2 separate regions of the Sus scrofa genome follow, and region 2 is linked to region 1. Evidence: chromatin contacts called from public Hi-C data. All regions are on one chromosome and are shown on one strand. Each heading gives the region's core, a stretch centred on a gene start, on an enhancer-like site or on the middle of the called end of the contact. The rest is flanking DNA. Distances are from core to core; before and after follow the strand shown.

Region 1 (5,485 bases), core at 1,629-4,128:
GGTGCTAAGGGCTTTGGGGCTGCAAATCCCCGAGAGCCTGAGCACATCAGGTGCAAGGAGAGCCCCACGGCTCCCTAGGCTGCACGTCCAGGAACCGCACCCAGCTGTGTGCTGATCTTCATGTTCCCCGTAAATCCCCCTGAGCACCCACACTCCATGGGCAACTAAACACAACTGGGGTAATGAGGGCATGTGGCCTGAGAAACATCAATGCAGCAGTTGATGCCCAGGCTTGGGGGGTGGGGTTGAGAGCACCCCCCAGCCAGGCTCAGGGCTTCCCAAGCACTCGTGGTCCCCAGAGCCCCCAAGAGACCTTATCTTTAGGTCACAGGTATTTAGGCAACACTTCCAATGATGGCTGGCAAGGCACTGGTGATATTAGGAAATGAAGCATTCTTAATGGAGTGAGCATCTAGCACAGAATCCCGAGAAACAGTACATGCCAACTCCCTAATCTCTCCAGCCTGGGCCCATCACTGTCCACCCCTGCTGTACCGGCACCAGCTCCTGCAGTGCCGCTGGTCCACCTGCTTTCTGATTAGTCACTGGCCTTGTTCTGATCTCTATGGAATTCATCAGCACCCTGCAATATGTCCCTAGCGGGTAAATACTGCGGTTACCATGGCTTCTGCAGGTCCCCACTGACAGCAGAAAAGGTAGCAATTCCAGGGCTTGGGTAACCACCCCCTGGCCCTGTCTGACCCCACCTGCTCTGCTGATGGCTGGGACAGCGCTTTGTCACCCCCAGAGATGGGGGGATGTGGGGAGGAGGAAGGCGAGGATGGCACAGCCCAGAGGTGATGGAGGAAGAGGAACTCGGCCTAGAGTTCGGGGGGAGGGTCCTCTGCTCCAGGATGTCACGTTTCTCACAATCCACCTCTGCCTCTCAACCTGGGGGCCTCTAGATAAGCCACAGTCACCAGGTAACACAGACCTTTGAATGATGTGCTCTCCCTTCAGTTTTTGCAGCTGCTTGGAAAAGGGACAGACAGCTATGAGCAAAAGTCAAAAAGCAAACATGAGGGAGGGGAGACTTCCAGCCAAGACTCCGCATCCCCCACAAAGCTGGGGCCTGACGCCAAAGCTTCTGCCCCAGGGGCTCTAGGCAGCTCCACCTGGGCCTCCAGGGCCCCAGCCTCCTCCACCCACTCTTCCCCAGCTCCTGCTCCGCCCCACGCCCTCTTCTTGTTTTCCACATTTCTGGTTTCTCCTGTTTCCACCTCCCTGGGGCTCACAGCACACAGCTCCTTGTCTCCCCCTGGCCAGACCCTGCCTCCCATGCTGACCTGTGTCCAGGCCCTGCTCTCCACTGGACCATAACCCTTGGAAGGACACTCCCCACGTGGCTGCTCCTGCCCCCAGCTGGCTTTGTGCCATCCACCAAGTGACGTCCTGGGGACAGAAGGACCAGTGAGTTGTGATGTCATCTACACTGAGAATTGACATGGTCAGATGGGAAGTTTGTCCTCCTCCACGAATAGTTTCCACATCGGCAACGATTCACTCTGACTCCCCCCATTTCTGGGACTTGGTGCTGACACTGCAGAAACCAGAGGAAGACCAGTCTGGGGTGGGGGTGGCTGCAGGGAGAGCCCGCAGGGACCCCTGGACCACCGCTGTCACTTCAGGTCCAGAGCCTGTCTTCAGAACCTTCAGCATTCACAGCTGTAGGACTTTGATGCTGCCATCCTGATTCAAGACCAAGGCTAGACCTATAATTTAGCTAAATTCCGACCAGCAGGCAATGTCTAGTTTAAACTCCAGGGTGTATCTTTGATATTCAGAATAGGCTTTCAAATCAACCTCCTTACTGACATATAATCTTATATATCTTATGTATTAAAAATACAAATGTATAGAAATGGAAAGACTTAGTAATGTTAGCTTTTCCTTTATCAAGTTATCAAGACTCTTCAGCTATGGCTAGAAGCCCTCATTGGAAGCACAGCCCCTGCCTCTGCTCTGTCCTCCATCCCAAGTCAGGTTTGGCTGAGCTGGTTCTCTTGACTCCCAGGGGTCAGCTTCGGCTACCTGCTCTTCAGGCACTGATGAGAAAAGACATGGATCCTCACAATTGGGGTGTTTTGTTTGTTTGTTTGTTTGGTCTTTTTGCCTTTTCTAGGGCCGCACCTGCGGTATATGGAGGTTCCCAGGCCAGGGGTCCAATGGGAGCTGTAGCCACTGGCCTACGCCAGAGCCACAGCAACTCGGGATCCAAGCCGCATCTGTGACCTATACCACAGCTCGCAGCAATGCCAGATCCCTAACCCACTGAGTGAGGCCAGGGATCGAACCCACATCCTCATGGATGCTAGTCGGGTTCGCTAACTGCTGAGCCATGATGTGAACTCCGTGGACCCTCACAATTGTTGCTTGGACTACATGTGTGTGATTTTCTCAGACAAGATTATTTTTTCAGCCCCCTTGGGAAAGGATTCCTTCTGTTTCTTTGGCAAGCATTGATGTCTTCATATGGAGGGGCCTTATAATTACCTTTTACTCCTGACAGTAGTTTTAGATGGAGAGTGAAAGTAACATTCATCTTCAGAAAAAAAGTCTAGATGTTTTAGACAGAACCAAATATTCTGAGTTGAATCAAAAAGCAGTTTTGTGAAGCCAGGGTTCTGCGACCTGATTGCCAGGGCTATGATGAAATCTGTTTACGTTCAAATTTTGTAATAGCCTGTAACTTTGAATTCTGTCTGGGGCAGTTTTTAATAAAGCCAGGCCTTATGGCTGGTGAGAGAAACCAGACAGCACATTCAGTGTATACTTACTCACCCGGCATGTGTTTGCAAAGGACTGGGGACCATGATGCAGGCATGACAGGGGCTTGGCAGGATGGTCCCTTCCCTCGAGGACTCACTTGGTAGCAGAAGTGATGGCTATTAAATAACATTTAAGAAATTACAAATATGGGAAGTGCTACCAAGGACAGAGAACTTGGAGTTCCCCTTTGTGGCTCAGTGGGTTAAGAACCCAACTACTATCCTTGAGGGCGTGGGTTAATCCCTGGCCTTTCTCAGTGGGTTAAGGATCTGGCATTGCCATGAGCTGTGGTGTAGGCTGCAAATTCGGCTTGGATCTAGCATTGCTGTGGCTATGATTTAGGCCGGCAGCTGCAGCTCTGATTTGACCCCTAGCCTGGGAACTTCCATATGCTACAGGCGTGGCCGTAAAAAGACAAAAGAAAAAAAAAAAAAAAAAAAAAAAAAAAGGACATAGAACCTGTTGGGGGCAGCAGCGGGGTGATTATGGAGGGTGGGCTTAGCTGTAATCTCAAAGAGCTCAGGAAAGCATTAGGGGATGAGGTCCTAAGGAACAGGATGCACCAATGGACAAGGGAGCCTCTGAGACAGGGAACCTGGTGTCATGAGGTCCACCTGTGCTTCAGGTGGTGTGGACCAGGCCCTGAGGATCCACCTCCCAAACAGAGGATACTCCCGGGCACAGGTCATCTGAATTCTGCGCAGTTAGCAGGAGAGGTTGAGGAATAATAATAATAGAATTAGGAGGAAATAAATGTCTCGGTAACTCTGGTATTTTTCCTATCTGAAGGCTGTCCCTCAGAGTGATCGGTGTCTGAATGATGGGTATTCCATGTGGGTACAGAGTGATCGGCTATTGTAAGTATAAAGATGAACTGGGGGAACACTTTTACTGGGAGAAGGAAATGGAGGATGGGGGTGACTGGAAACAGAGAAAGAGTCTAATTTGGGTTAACTCTTGGATCGTAAGCAGTTCCAGGGAAGGGCTGGGTGCTTCGTAATACTTTGACAAAGTGAACAGAGCCCATCCAGCTGTGCCCAGCTTGTGTCTGGTGATGAACTCGGTCCCAGCTCTTGCTGGTGCAGAAGGAGAGGAGGATGTGTGGACACTCTTCTAAATTCACTTTGAACTCATTCAGGGGCCACTGCCTTCTGTTTGGGAGCAGCCTGTGACCCAGCCAAGAAGGAACCTCCCAGCAAAACCTGGGACAGTAGTTTGTAAAACAAAGAAAAAGCTTTGTGATGCAACCCACCCCCCCCCCGCACCCACACACGCAGGCACTTACATATACACCTGCTCACACACACGGAAACACACACATCTCTTAGACAGAGCAGGGATTTCCTATAGAAGTTAGCCTGGATTGAGGACTTAAAAAACCCTCTGTAAGAAAACAAGGAAGAATTGCAGAAAGAGAGAGAAGCCATCAATGACAGAGTGGTATAAGGACGTGATTTGTGGCCGAGTGAACTAAAACTTCTACCCTTGGTATTGCTGATATTATACCTGGGCTCTGAGAGCCAGCTGAAGCTGACTCTTCAGGAAGAAATGCCACCAAGGGCTGATGTAATTGATCAGGAGTGGACTGTTCAGGCAGGAAGCATCCTAGGGGAAGAGAACCCAAAATGAGTCTCCACTACTAAACATCTTATGAGCAAGCTGGGGTGAAGGACATGGACTGCCTTCAGTGGAGAGCAGAGGTCGTGGGGCTGGCCACATCAAGACTCACCAGGGGTGGGGACAGTTAGGTGAGCTCCCTGATTGCCAGCCCTCCCTCACCCCCTCCCCACAGCAGGATAAGCAAGGACATCCTTGGATAAACAAAAAGAGCGGGGCCCCTTCCACGTGGAGGTTGCATAAAAATGGTTTTGCTATAAAAATGTAGAGCAACTTAGGGATTTGAACTTGGATAGGCCTGGAGGAGCATCCTCTGTGGGCAGACTGCATGTTTGGGCATTTAGTGAAACACCTGATGATAGGATCCTATAATTATGGGAACCCTCTGGGGACAAATCATTAGGACTCTTTGATGGGAATGCAACCTTGTGTTTACAACTTGAGTAACCAGGAGACAGTCTGCCTTTCATTATCACGTAATAACCTCTCACTTTTATGGGAAGTTACTTCAGTTCCTTAATTAGATTTAACTGAAGGATGAAAGTCCATTTTTGCTACACAAAGCCCAAGAAAGGAAGCCCCCTGTGTTTCACACAGCAATTGATCATGAAAGCCACATAGTTCAAAGGTACACACAAATACGAAAATTATGTTTTCTAAAGCTCCCTGGACCAGTGAAGGGTAACTTCAGATGGACCCAGGGTTTTAAATTTAAGTAAAAAGTTCTATACTGGGGCTAGATGTGGGGCAGACCTGCAGAATGCAACACGGGCATTGGGCATCATTATGTGTCTTCTAACATACATAGCACCCAGCTCAGCAGAGGGCATGTAAAGCTTGTGGAGCTTCCAATGAAATGAGTGTGCTAGGTCCTGGGAAATAAACTGGTGGATTCTTATTTACTGAATTTTTTTCCCAAGGACAATATCTCTCTGCTTTTTCCTGAGCAATTCATTTGTTCAAGTCCTCTGAAAAATGTTAAGTCACATTACCTCTTTGGCTTCTGGAAAGCCCGACATTAACTATGGCTCCCCTCCATGGAGGGACTCAGATTTGCCAGCATATCCTGAGAACACCCAGGGCACATCTGGATGGTTTT
Region 2 (5,426 bases), core at 2,293-4,792, 200 kb after region 1:
AGACCACGCTGAGAGATGGGGCTTATTCCAGGGAGGGGCCCTTCCTCTGCTGAGAGAGCTGGGTGATCGACCTCTGGGGCTGATGTGTGGCCGGAAGTCAGGAGGCCTGGCCTCCCAGGAAGGGAAGAAGGCCTCGGTGGGGAGGCAGACAGGAGCAGCACCAGGGCTTATCCAGCCGTGTTCATGTGGGTGACTCACAGGTCACACAACAAAGTGACACCTGGGAACCCAAGCTGCCAGGTCTGACTGCTGCCCCCACAAGGCAGTCAGAGGGCCATGGCTTCAGGCTCACCCTGCGCTGGGCTGGCCGTCCTCCACCCACTGAGCGTAAAAAAGCCACCACTTTGCTCCTCCATCCAACCACACGAGGATTTCTCCTGCAGTGAAACATGCACAGTCGTCCATCAACACTGGGACCTACCCCACAGACAGCGCCTAAGAGGACGCCTGATTGTCAGGAGGGCTGGAGCCAGCTTGGGTTAAGGTCCAGGTCAGGTGCCAAAGCCTGTTTTGAAAGACTTCTTTCCTCCATGTCCTATTTCACACCAACTTCCATGAAAGTTTTTAGAGATATATGAACAGGAATAAAAGAATCTTCATTTCTCATCTGGTCAGCAAATCTTGCCCCACCCATACTTAACAGATTGAGAAACTGAGATTCATGTTCTGGCAGCTGACCTCGCCGACGGAAGACAGGCCTTCAAAGCCAAGGGCATTTACTCTCAACGTGTGGCTTTAGGAGTTCCATCGTGGCTCAGTGGAAACAAATCTGACTAGTATTTATGCAGGTTTGATTCCTGGCCTCGCTCAGTGGGTTAAGGATCCGGTGTTGCCATGAGCTGTGGTGTAGGTCACAGATGGGGCTCAGATCTGGCATTGCTGTGGCTGTGGTGTAGGCCGGCAGCTGCAGCTCCAATTCAACCCCTGGCCTGGGAACCTCCATATGCTGTGGGTGCAGCCCTAAAAAAGACCAAAAACAAAAACAAACAAACAAAAAAAAGTGTGGCTTTAAATGATTACCCTGCAGTCACACGGGACCCATCCAGCCCCAGTGGGTCCATTCATGGCATTGCAGTGGTGGTCCCGCCCACTCTGCACCAACAGGGCATCTCCTTCTGCCACAACAGGAATTCCTAATACATGATTTAGAGAAGTCAGAAATTACCAGACAGTGGGCTAAGTTGCTGTAAGAAAGGTTTTGAGTAGAGGGGTACAAGACCCGCCCTGGTGGGAAGAAGCTTTCTGCTTCTGCCTGTTTAGAACCATAGGGCAAGGGTGATAAAAAGCAGGCTGACCTCTGGTTGGTTTTATCCCTATTTTAAAACTGGCTGCAGACCATGTACCCTTGTCTGCTCCTACCTTTCGCAGGCCACCCCTCCATGGTGGCCGCTGAGTAGAGGGGCTCGAGTGAGTCACCCCACAGGGCAGGAAGGAGAACACAGGTACACTGGAGCCCCGACTCAGAGACCCCCTGCCGAAGAAGACTCCAGGGCAGCAAGTTTCTGGGTCAGAGCCACTGCAATCTGGCCATACTTGAGCTTTAATCTTAATGTGCAGTTGTCTATGGCCAGGCCGGGAGGTCACGGTGCTAAGTGACATGGGTAACAGGAATGTGCTCTCCACTCGCCTCATGGGGGCCGAGAGAAACCTCAGTGAGGCATCCATGAGGACCCTGCCCTAGAGCGGGCGCTGTGTCACAGGTGGTGGCAGGAGGGGCTCCCGGGGCAGAGGGAGCCGGTTGCACAAAGCAGGGAGCAGCCTGGAACACGGGGGACTGGAGTGAGGGTGAGAAGATCTGACAGACACAGGTGGAAAGGCAGAGGAAGAGCTTTGCACTGTCTTGGGGCTTGGGATGAAAATCTGGACTCTACCTGTGCCCCTCTGTCCTCCTGTCCACCCTTCAGACCTCATGCTGGGTACTCAGCACATCAGAGAGCATTTTGTGGTGGAGGTAGTCAAAAGGTACAGACTCCCAGGTAGAAAATAAGTGAGTCCTAGGGATGGAGTGGACAGTGGGGTGACCCCAGGGAATAATTCCTATTGCTTGAAAGTTGCTACCTGTGCAGATCTTAAAAGTGCTCATCACAAGAAGAAAATGTGTAACTGTGTGGTGATGAATACTAACTAGACTTACTGTGTGACCATTTTGCCAGAAGCACCAGGATCGAATCACTGTGTTGTACATGGGAAACCGGTATAGTGTTATATGTCAATTACAACTCCATTTCAAAAGTGAATTAACATGGTTCAAGAAAACAGCATTTAACAGTTTTTATACTAAGTCAGCACCCCTGGAAGGGGGCATTTTGGACGCCTCACTCCGGCTGGATCTGCAGCCTGGACAAGGAGGGAGGGGACAGGGAGACCAGGCCTGGCGCAGGCAAGAAGAGGCCATCAAAGCTCACCTAGAAAAGAGAAGCTGGGGTCTCCAGGATCTGGTAGTGGGGCATGAGGGGGGCCCTAGTCTGGCCCTGGTCTCCAGCACAAATGATGATGGCACATATACTGGGAGGGGACCGTGACACAGAGGCCAGGGGGTGGAGCAGGTTGGGGCAGGCTGAGGTGACATATCCCGGGAATATTCTACTGGAATCATCCTGCAAAGAGTCTCAGGTGAATGTGAGGGGCTGTCCACGCTCCAGCAAAGGGGAAGGAGGAAGGGATCGTGCAGCGAGAGAACACGACAGAGGACAGACCCTGGGAAGCCCCAGCACTGAGGAGTGCTGCGGAGGCCACCTGCACCCAGAAAGACATCAGAGACAGAAAGACGTCAGAGAGACAAGGAGGGGCCGGCATGGATGCCAAGGGAGCAGAGAACTTCCTGGAGCAGTTGGCCCATAGCAGCACCGTCCAGACTAAAATGAAATGCCAGCCTCAGAGGTTCTGTTTAGCATCCACCTTAAAAGAAAATCAAGGAGTTCCCTGGTGGCTCAATGGGTTAGGGATTTGGTGTTGTCACTGCCGTGGCGTGGGTTTGATCCCTGGGCTAGGAACTTCCACATGCCACAGGTGCAACCAAAAAATGAAAAAAAAAATCAAAACAGGTACAAATTATTTTGATAATAAATTGTGCTTAACCCCATGTAGCCAAAATATTATGAATTCAAAATGCAATCAAATAGAAAATACTGAGAGATTTTACACTCTTCTTTTTAAAACAGATCGCAGAAACCTACCGTGTATCTTACCCTTCGGCCCATCTCCATTCAGACACTACATTTTCTTCAGAAATGCTTGCTCTGAATGTACATTTCAGAGCACACACAGATGAAAACACTAGCCACACAGACCCACGTAGCTGCAGCCATACTGAAAAGGTTTTCAATGACCATTCAAATTTAAATTTTATATAATTCAAATTAAACAATCTATTTTCGTGGTGCACTGGTGCAGTTTCAGTGGTCGCTAACCATCTGCCCAGTTGCTGCCCTTCAGAACAGGGCAGTGGCCACCCGCGGGGCCACGGAGCACATGACCCAGAGCAGGAGGGAAGCCCAGAGCTCAACTCGGGTGCAGCCAGGGCTTCAGTGGCTGTTGGTGGCAGCACACTGCGGTGGAGGCAAAGGTTGAAGAAAAGGCAACAAAACCAACCTCTGGGACATTGACTCTGTAGGGACGGAGAGACACTGGGTGGAACCCACTGTGGGTCAGAATTTTTCTATAAGACGGAGCATTAGGAATGTTGACTCGGGGAAGGAACAGGCCTGGACGAGACTGCAGGAGAGGAAAATCAGGGGTGCGGTCTCTGAGGCTGCTTTTCTCCAAAATCCGTTTCAAGCTGCACGTGATCATCAAAGTCTCAACAATCAATTTTCCTGAAGGCCTCCTGTGTGCTGGCTGTACTTCCTGTGTTATCACACATAATCAACATGTAATTACGGCATCATGCATCTGCTCTGAGGAGGAAAGCAGAGACTGGATCAGTCACTGTTAAGTTGCAGTTGGAACTGACCTGTAACCATGGTGGGATGGAATCCCCGAGGCGGAGGCTGCCTCTGGGGTCGTGGGTCTGACAGGACAGGCATCCCGTCACGTCTGCACTCTCTTTGGGCTGTGGGTTTTGCTTGCTCGAGTGCATAACCGATGCATAGCAGCTTCTGACACAGACGCAATGTCACAACAGACAGGATGAGGGCGATGTTGAGAGGGACCCCCATCACAGAGCCTGCAGAAAATGCTGCCCATGACCACCTCTCCCAGGACGGGGGGAAGGGGTATGGCGAGGGTCCACCTGTGAAATCCCCTTATTTGTCCAAGGTGATCAAATCGTGTGCACAGTCCTGTGAGACACTGATTCCCCCCACCGATGGCTGAAAACCATAAGGAAACTGGTTTATCTGAACCAGCCCTGCAGAGAGACCACAGATGCAGAAAACATGTCTGGCCCACTTCAAAGACGCTGTGCATGTCTTAACCACCAAAGGAAAGAATTCCGAAAAGAAAGCCATAAATAAGCCTTTAGGGGGGAAACTTTCAGCATTTTGGACCACTCTGTTGAAAGGCAAACTTCTTCCTCCTTTTTTCTTTTGCTGATCTTGAGCCAATAAAGCTATTGACATAATTTTTTTTTAAACTGAGTACTAAATACAAGTGGATTTAAAAAAAAAAAAAAAGTTTATCCATCTGGGATCCTGGTGCATGAGAAAGAAGGCAGTGACCTCATCTGGTTTGCAGAATTCCACTGCTCGTCAGCTCCAGAGATTGGGGAGGGGCTGGACCACAGAGGCAGGTATCACAGGGAGATGCCCAGGTGAGGTGAGTCCCAAGGTTCACCTCTTCTAGGGTCATTCCATGGAGAGGACTGGCATCATCTGTAGGGGTCCCCAAACACACCCCGCCTTACACAACACACTTGACTTGGGCCAAGCAAAGCTCTGAATGCGTCACAAATTTACATATTTAAATGTCTTTCATCTTCACAGCAGCCTTTAAACATGAGGATACAGAAGCCCAGAAAGGTTAAGTCACTTGCTCAGAGTCACACAGCTCAGAGGGGCAGAGCCTGAATCTGACCAGTGGCTTGGCTCTGACATCTCACTCTGACTCACCTGTTCTCTGGGCTGTTCCTGCATTTAAATCAGGGTGAGAAGGGAGCTGACGATGAAGGGAGATCCCTCAGACATTCAAGCTAAAATTCCAACCTGCTCACCTGACTGCCAGACGGAGGCCATTTTAGGGGCCAAGACTCTCCTGAATAAGGGCTGGAAACTTCCCCAACTGATATTTACATAAAGTGCTTCTTGCTCTCACCCCCAGACACGGGCCTTCCCACATGGTGGTGTGCACCGGTCATCAGTCCCCTTTACCCCAGTGTGAGAAATAATGCGGCTTCTTCATTTGTCGGGTTCCTGTGGAAGGTTCTTGCTGCTTAAGGAGCCAGGGAACCAGGATCATGATCAAGGGTGAGCTCAGCAGAGAGGGTAGCA

The links. A called contact is a pair of places that touch in the nucleus more often than the background predicts.
Region 2: a Hi-C map of liver shows a contact between it and region 1, with 5 times the contacts expected there. The contact joins two enhancer-like sites. A contact is called at or near these places in 3 of 5 promoter capture datasets (fetal liver, fetal skeletal muscle and liver), 7 of 47 Hi-C or Micro-C datasets (embryonic fibroblasts, liver, mesenteric adipose tissue and 3 more) and 2 of 2 datasets of contacts at active chromatin or transcription factors (alveolar macrophages and skeletal muscle).

Annotation. Positions count from the first base shown.
Region 1 is chr6:97,978,928-97,984,412 of Sscrofa11.1, forward strand. LOC106508392 (a long non-coding RNA gene) reads left to right here. Exons shown (of 3, transcript XR_002344996.1): 2 at 3,559-3,626. Among named protein-coding and RNA genes, the nearest start is that of NAPG, 6.7 kb to the left of the region's middle. Within about 2 kb of position 2,879, at least 3 of the 83 cell types and tissues checked have an H3K27ac peak or open chromatin away from gene starts, as enhancers often do. A contact at or near this core is called in liver, where this site is marked.
Region 2 is chr6:98,180,354-98,185,779 of Sscrofa11.1, forward strand. No RefSeq gene overlaps it. Among named protein-coding and RNA genes, the nearest start is that of VAPA, 71 kb to the right of the region's middle. Within about 2 kb of position 3,543, at least 1 of the 83 cell types and tissues checked has an H3K27ac peak or open chromatin away from gene starts, as enhancers often do. A contact at or near this core is called in liver, where this site is marked.